2 separate regions of the Pan troglodytes genome follow, and region 1 is linked to region 2. The links are chromatin contacts, called in public Hi-C maps. All regions are on one chromosome and are shown on one strand. The core of a region is the stretch at or near the end of the contact, and the rest is flanking DNA. Distances in the headings are between cores, read along the strand shown.

The links. Hi-C and Micro-C count contacts between places; a contact is called where the count stands out from the background.
Region 1: a contact with region 2 is called in a Hi-C map of stem cell-derived neural progenitor cells, with 3 times the contacts expected there. The contact joins the promoter of ADGRL3 here to the enhancer-like site in region 2. A contact is called at or near these places in 1 of 7 Hi-C or Micro-C datasets (stem cell-derived neural progenitor cells) and 1 of 1 datasets of contacts at active chromatin or transcription factors (stem cell-derived excitatory neurons).

The regions. Positions count from the first base shown.
Region 1 is chr3:68,661,069-68,664,705 of NHGRI_mPanTro3-v2.0_pri, forward strand. ADGRL3 (adhesion G protein-coupled receptor L3) reads right to left here and starts at 1,259. Exons shown (of 26, transcript XM_054683096.1): 1 at 1-1,259.
Region 2 is chr3:68,356,408-68,360,202 of NHGRI_mPanTro3-v2.0_pri, forward strand. All of the region lies in intron 3 of ADGRL3 (adhesion G protein-coupled receptor L3), which reads right to left. Among named protein-coding and RNA genes, the nearest start is that of ADGRL3, 300 kb to the right of the region's middle. Within about 2 kb of position 1,729, at least 3 of the 24 cell types and tissues checked have an H3K27ac peak or open chromatin away from gene starts, as enhancers often do. A contact at or near this core is called in stem cell-derived neural progenitor cells, where this site is marked.

The DNA.
Region 1 (3,637 bases), core at 9-2,508, 300 kb after region 2:
GGAGGGTGGAGACCCCAGTCAAGGAAACAACAACAAAAAGTCTCTCTTCCCTTTCTTCCGCTACACAGCCACGGAGAAAGGGGAAGGAAAAAGAGAGCCAAATGCTCGCCTTCCTTTACGTTCCTCGCTTCACACACCCCAAGGGGGCAAAAGCGGAGCGAAAAGAAAAGAGGGTTCAAATGTCTCTCCCAGTCCACAGTTGCACAACTTCGGAGTCAGGCTCTGTCTCCAGCAGGAGCCGAGGGACCCAGCGGCAGCTATTAACATGCGGCAGTCATAGCTGGGGCTGCTTCTCCTCCTCTTGCTGCTGCTGCTGCCGCCGCCGCTTAAGAAAAGACGCTGCCGAAGAGACCAAAAATCTTCCACCATCCCCCCAGCCGATCTTTATATCCAGTTCTCCCACCCCACCCCCCTTCTCTTTCTTTTTCTTCTTCCACGTCCTCCCCTTTCCGCCTCGGAGCGGGAGCGATGGAATAGGTAGGGGGAGCCGCGAGGGCCAGGGGTGGCTTCTCCGCCAAACCGTCCTCCTCTTCGTCCTCCCGAGGTTCTCTCCCAGCCGAGGGTCCCCTCTCAAGCCCGCAACCTCCGCGGACAGCCGGAGCGAGAGCCACACAAACTCCTTCCCCGGTGCACGGAGGGGGCGCGCGGACAGAGCGGGCGCCCGGCCGCCGAGGGCTGCGTCCCGGGGGCCGGCGAGCCCCGAGCCCGTGGGGTGGATGATTAGCTCGCCGGCCGGGCCGGGCAGCTGCGGGCATGTGGGAGCTTCATCGCGCGGCCCCGGGCTCCGCGCCGCCGCCGCTGTCTCTTCGGTTCTTTCTCTTCTTTGACTCCCCAAGAGCGAGCGAGGCACTGGCGCTCTCCAGACACGCACACTCACACACGCGCACACACGAGCGAGCTCCTGCCAAAGCAAACCGTGCAACCCGCGCGCGCGCACACCCGTAGGAAGAGGACCAAGGCAAAAAGAGAAGAAAGAAAGGGGAGGGGGCGAGTCACAGGCGGCGGCGGCGGCGGCAGCAGCTGCCGGAGCGGAGGCAACGAGCAGTCCGAGAAAAACCAGCAGCGGCGGCGGCGGCGGCGGCGCCCACCCCGACCAGCTGCAGCATCTGCATCCCCGCTCCTGGGAACTGGAGCGAGCGGTGCCGGGCCAGCAGGCGAGGGGGGCGACGCGCAGACAGCGGGTCAGAGCGCGGGCGCGCGGGGGCCGTGCAGCCTGCGCGCGGGGTAGGCGCAGCCGGGGCCGGAGCGGAGGCCAGAATGAGCAGCGGTCGGGCGGGCCAGCGGCGAGAGCTCCGAGAGCCGGGGAGGGGGCTCGCGCCAGGGAAAGGGGTGGCCGGCAAAACCCGGATATGGAGTGCTCGTGGGCTCCGCGGCGCGGGCTCCACCTAGCAGTTCGGCAAACGCTTGGAGGTGGGAACGGGAGGGCTGCTACTAGAGGCTTCCCTTTCAGGGTTTGTCAGACAAAGGGTACCTCTCCAGTGGCTTCGAGGCCCGCCTCGGCGCTCGCTCTCTCTCTCTCTCTCTCTCTCTCTCTCTCTCTCATTCTTTCTCTCTCTCTCTCCTCCACTTCCTCCTCTGTCCCTCCCTCCCTCTCTCCCCCTCCCACTCTCCATCACCTCCCTCCCCCCTTTCTCTTCTTGTCTTCCTCTCCCACTCCACCCTAGGTGAGTAAACATCAGCTTGAAAGTCCTGCCAGTGTCTCATTTTTTCAGGTGCGGATTATTCCGTATTTTCATTATGCAAGTACCGAGTCTGAAAATGTTTCCTGCCTTTGGTCAATTTTATGTTCCTTCAAACTTAACTCGACCTGCAAGTTCATTGCACGGTTTAAAGTATCCCTGTCTGATGAACAATCGTGGAGATTCAATTATCTTATTTCACATCATCAATGGAAATTACCATAATGGATACAGAAAGGTGCGGATTCCAAAACCATGCCTTCTGACAGAGGAAAAGTCTGGTCAAGTTAAATGAGTGGCCTTGGTCAATTGCTGAACCTTTTGGTGCCTTCTTTGTAAAGGAGACTGTTGAGTACATAATTTGTAAGGTCTTTTCCTGCTCTAAAATGTGATTTCAAATGGCTAAGATGTTATTTTCTATACCAGTACACTCAAATCATTAAGATTTATCATATTCATTCAACAAGCACATTACATCCGTAGCTAAATTTCCCAAATTGTATTTCATTGTATACATTTAGAATGACCTAACGACTTCTAGGAGCTCTTTAAGAGGTAACATCAATCCTAGCATATCTGAAGAACCTGAAATCTCATTAGAATTAAAAACATACCCAACACAAAGTGACAGTTAAAATGTCATTCATTCTTTAAAGCTCAACTCCAATCCAACGTTCTCCAAGAAGCCTCTTCTCACCAAGACTCCTTCCCAAAAAATCACTCCTTTCATGATACCCTGTAACATTTTGATAACATCTCTTCTCTAACACCTATTTTATTCTGCCTTTTTCCTTGTTCCTTTTTAATCATTAATGGTTTGTCCATTTGCTTCTTCAGATTACAGATTTTCTTGAATGCAAATTGCTAGTTTTAATCATCTGTATAAGGAAAGATTATATCTACAGTCCTTTGCGCATAGTTAGTCCTTTAAAAAAATTGGGGGTGGGAAGGGAGATTTAATGATATTGCTGAATTCTGACCAACTAGATGTTCACAAGCTGAAGTTATGCTACTTGAATTTGCCTAATACAGGACATCCATGAACTCCCCTGGGTACTTAAAGAAAATACAAATTGACATCTGGAGCCGCTTGTTACTTAAATAGTTTTGGAAAGAGTAAACTCTAGCCAATTGTGACAAGAGGCTCTTATTTGTAAAGGAGGAAAAATGGAAGTTACTCAATTCATTTCTCAAATGCTTAATGGTTGTATTAAGTATAATAAAACAACCAAGTAATAAAAATAACATTGTAATAATATATATAATGACAAGTATAGATATTAAAGATTATTAGTGGTAGCATCAGAAACATTAAATACATATTTAATATTTATTTAGATCGATAAAAATATATAATGACAATATATAGATATTAAAGATTATTAGTGGTAGCATGAGAATATTAAATAAATAGTAGCTATAGATCAGTTTTTAGAATCATCTTTAACACAACAGAGGTCTGGAGGGATGCAGGAAAATGAAATTTCAAAGTAAAAGTTTTACATGTATATTTATACACACATATGTACACACATAGATATACATATATGTGTATCTATATAAATGAAATATTAACTGAAAACTAAGCATAGTCAGTTAAATAAGTAATTGGAAGTGTTCACCACGGAGGAGTTGACCACAAATAAGCAAAATTACAAAGACAATAATGAGGGAGAAAGAACCAAAAATCGGGGGGGTGTGAATAAAAATAACCAATGAGTAAAGAAAAGCAATGAAAGAAAGAGAATAGGTTAATTGTTTATATAACTTAATCAAATATCAAGGCAACATTATTTAAGGCAGCTGCTTATATTTTAATCTCAAACTTCATGCTTCCAAGTCATTTTTAATCTCATGGACATAGTCTTCTATATCTGATTTAAGACATAAAACATCCCACTTCATTGCCAGGAAATCCATGACTCTTGCCAATGTTCTTCTAAGGTGAAGCTCCCATA
Region 2 (3,795 bases), core at 479-2,978:
TATGTACCTTAAGAGGAGTGATAACTAATAGTAAGATTTTCCAAACACCAGCCTCCTTGTAAACATAATGCAAAAAAATTTAAGTTCATGGTAACAAAAAACCTTTAGAATTTGTTATTTGGAGAACATTGACTTTTTTTTTCCTCTACTCCTCTCCTCAAGAATATAAATTTTTTAATGGTATGGCAACTATACTTTCAGAATGTTGTAAAGTAAATTCTTCCTTTAAAAATCTTTACAACTATAGTAATGGGCACTCTGCCTTAATCATACTGCCAATTGTAACTAATGTGTGGGCAAAATGAGCAAAAATGATCCACATATTGACAGAGGTCTGTTTTGTTAGGGAGTTCTAGCTCCCTCTCCTAAGTAAATAATAACTGGCATTTCTGAAGACAGCTGAGAAGAATGAGAACTGTTTTGCTTTTTAATGGTAGTAAGATATTTTTGCCACCCATCCACCCTTCTCAACACATACACACAACAAACTCAATCTGTTTAAAAGTCCCCCCCACAACCTGTAGGAATCATAGAAGTACAATTCAAGATGAGATTTGGGTGGGGCCACAGAGCCAAACCGTATCACAACTTAATTTCCATTAGTTTCTATGAATGCCTAAATTCTGTTTAACAAGACAGCAAATATGTTAACAGGCTCAAATGTCAAAATGATCGATTACGTTATGTTGGATGTGATTATTATTGGACACCTACTTTTAAAAATCGACATGGTGGTTTTTTATCTGTCTGCACAGGGACAACATAAAGCCTGCCAACAGCCTGTAACCTCTAATACATCTGTGCTATCACAGCTATTCCAACAATCCAGCTTTTGTAACTAATCTAAAAGACCTCCTTTTAAGCAATTGTGTAGTGTTCCCTGGAGGGAGAGCATCATACCAGCCTGTTGCTTTAAATTTTATGCATTATTTGTCTTCATTATTAAATAATGTGCCCTTAAGGTCTGCATGGTTTCACCAAGTTCCCTCTCAAAAGGAGAAAAAAAAGAAGAAAAATGATTATTGCTAAATTGTCACCACCATTGTCGATTTGTTTGGAGAGCTCTACTAAAGATTAGTTCTGATCTAATTCAGGTAATGTTTATGTTTACTACTCTTGTGATATCTCTAACAGCTTGGAGAGAATCAGTAATGAGTGAAAGCAGACTATTTGTTCTTTTATAAATACAGAGGGTTTTTTTTTATTTTTACGTTTTTAACCTACATATCTAATCATTAGGTTTTTTTCCTCACATCATCTGTTATTCTCCAACACAACAACAAAATCAATCTGTTTTAAAGTCATCTGAGTCCAAGAAAAAGAATGAAATGTTGTAAAATGCTATTTTATGTTTGCACGTTATTTTTATCTTTACATTTAGTCAAAACAATGATTTCTCTAATTTAGGTCACTGAATTTACCCTTTTTAACTTCACATAAAACTAATGATACCAAAGTGAGGGTGTATCTGTCACTCACTATTCAATTTTTTCAAACTTAGAAGAGTGATGACAGGATATTTTATTGGGCTTAGAGTCTAATTAAAAGTGACAGAATTGCACTTTGAATAGCTTTTCAACACCCTTTAACATTTTTCTTTGAATGCTGATCTAAGCTTAAGATGTTCATTAGTAACTCATTAAAGACTTAGTTACAGTCCAGTGGGTGAGTCCTAAATATAATGATGGGATGTGTGTACAAACGTGTAGACTCATAATTAGAGAAACTGTCACACTGGGGATTAAGAATATACAATGCAGTCTTTGAAAAAGAACTGTGGAATGTAAGTGACCCCAAGATGGTGTTGTATTTTAAATTTTGCTTACTATTCAGATCATTTGGTTTTTTTTTGGTTCTAATTCCTAAAGGTATGTTTTAATGACCCCATTCTGCCAGGATTAAATGTGTAAGGCTTTGTATTAGGGCCTTTTTATACATTATTTTATTTAATCCTCATACTATAACAAAGTAGGCCTAATTACTCATTTAACAAATAAATAAACTGTGATTTAAACTCTTTAAGGCCATATATCTTGGAAGTAATAGAACTGGAGTTAAACTCTAAGGCTTAAGATCTTTCTACTTCATTTAATAGGACCATACAATATAGGATTCTAAAGCAGTTTAGATTAGATGATACTGTAAACTTCAGTTTCTGGGCTTCATGTAAGCAATGCTTCCTAAATATGGTGACATCATCTTCTATAGTTCCTGAAAACTACAGGAGCTATTCAGTATCAACATTTATTAACCATTAATTATCCTTGCCATATAAAACATCAGGTTTTCTGCTGATTTACATTTTTGTTTGTTTTTTTTTTATTAAAAGATGTGATGTGAGTCCAGAGGACACTAATATATAATATGTGGATTTGATAGAGAGATGCAAAGCTATAGAATTACTCTTGAGATGAACTAAAAGAGGCATTCAGCAATTTGCAGAATATATTAGAGAAAAAACAATCTACAGAAATAAAATGAAAGACTCAATATTTATAATTTGAGCAAAGATATAAAAATATAAAAAAGAGGATTTCCAAAATCTCAAAAAAATTCAGACTCGACCAAAAATAGAAATTTTTCTTGGCTACCAAAGTTTAATCATCTTCATCATTTTCTTAGGAAGAAATAATCGAAAACTAATAGAACTCAATGAATTGCCTTGCTGTTTTGTATACAATTCACCAGTATACAGGTCTCCTATAAAAATAAAGTTTCAATTATGGACAATTATTAATTTTTATAGTCATAATAACAATAAAAAAGTGAGGAGACAACCCACAAGAATGGGAGAAAATATTTGCAAACTATCATCTGACAAGGGTTAATAACTCAACAGGAAAAAAAGCAATCTGATTTTAAAATGAGCAAAAGATGTGAATAGACATTTCTCAAAAGAAGATATGCAAATGACCAACGGGTAAATGAAAAATGCTCAACATCACTAATCATCAGAGAAGTGCAAATTATAACTACAATGAAATATCATCTCCCACAGTTAAAATGGCTGTTATCCAAAAACAGGCAATAACAAATGCTGGTGAGGATGTGGAGAAAGGGGAACCTTTGTCTGTTGGTGGGAATATAAATAGTGCAGCCACTGTGGAGAACAGCATGAAGGTCCCTCAAAAGACTAAAAGAACTACCGTATGATCCAGAAATCCCACTGCTGGGTATATGTGGAAAAGAAAGAAAATAAGTATATTGAAGAGCTATGTGCACTCCCATATTTATTGCAACGCTATTCACAATGGCCAAGATGTGGAATCAACCTAAGTGTCCATCAATGAATGAATGGATAAAGAAAATGTGGTTACACATACACAATGAAATATATCCAGCTATAAAAAAGTGATGAAATTCTTAAGCCAAACATAGAAAGACAAACATTGCATGTTATCAGTAATATATGAGAAATCAAAAAAATATTAAACTAATGGAGACAGAGAGTAGAATGATGGTTACCAGAGGATGGGAAGATTAGTGGAGAGGAGAAAGATGAAGAGAAGATGGTTAGTTGGTACAAAAATACTGTTAGGTAGAGGGAATAAGATCTAGTGTTCAGTAGCAAGATATGGTGACTATAACCAACAATAATTTATTGTATATTTCAAAATAACTAAAAGAGTAGAATTGTAATATTCCTAACACATATAAATAAAAATATTTGAGATGACAGACACCCTAATTACCCTGGAGTAACTGATCCTTACAAATTGTATGCTTGTATCAAATATTATATGTACCCCATAAATGTGCACTATTAAATATCCATAATGATTAAAAATTATTTTT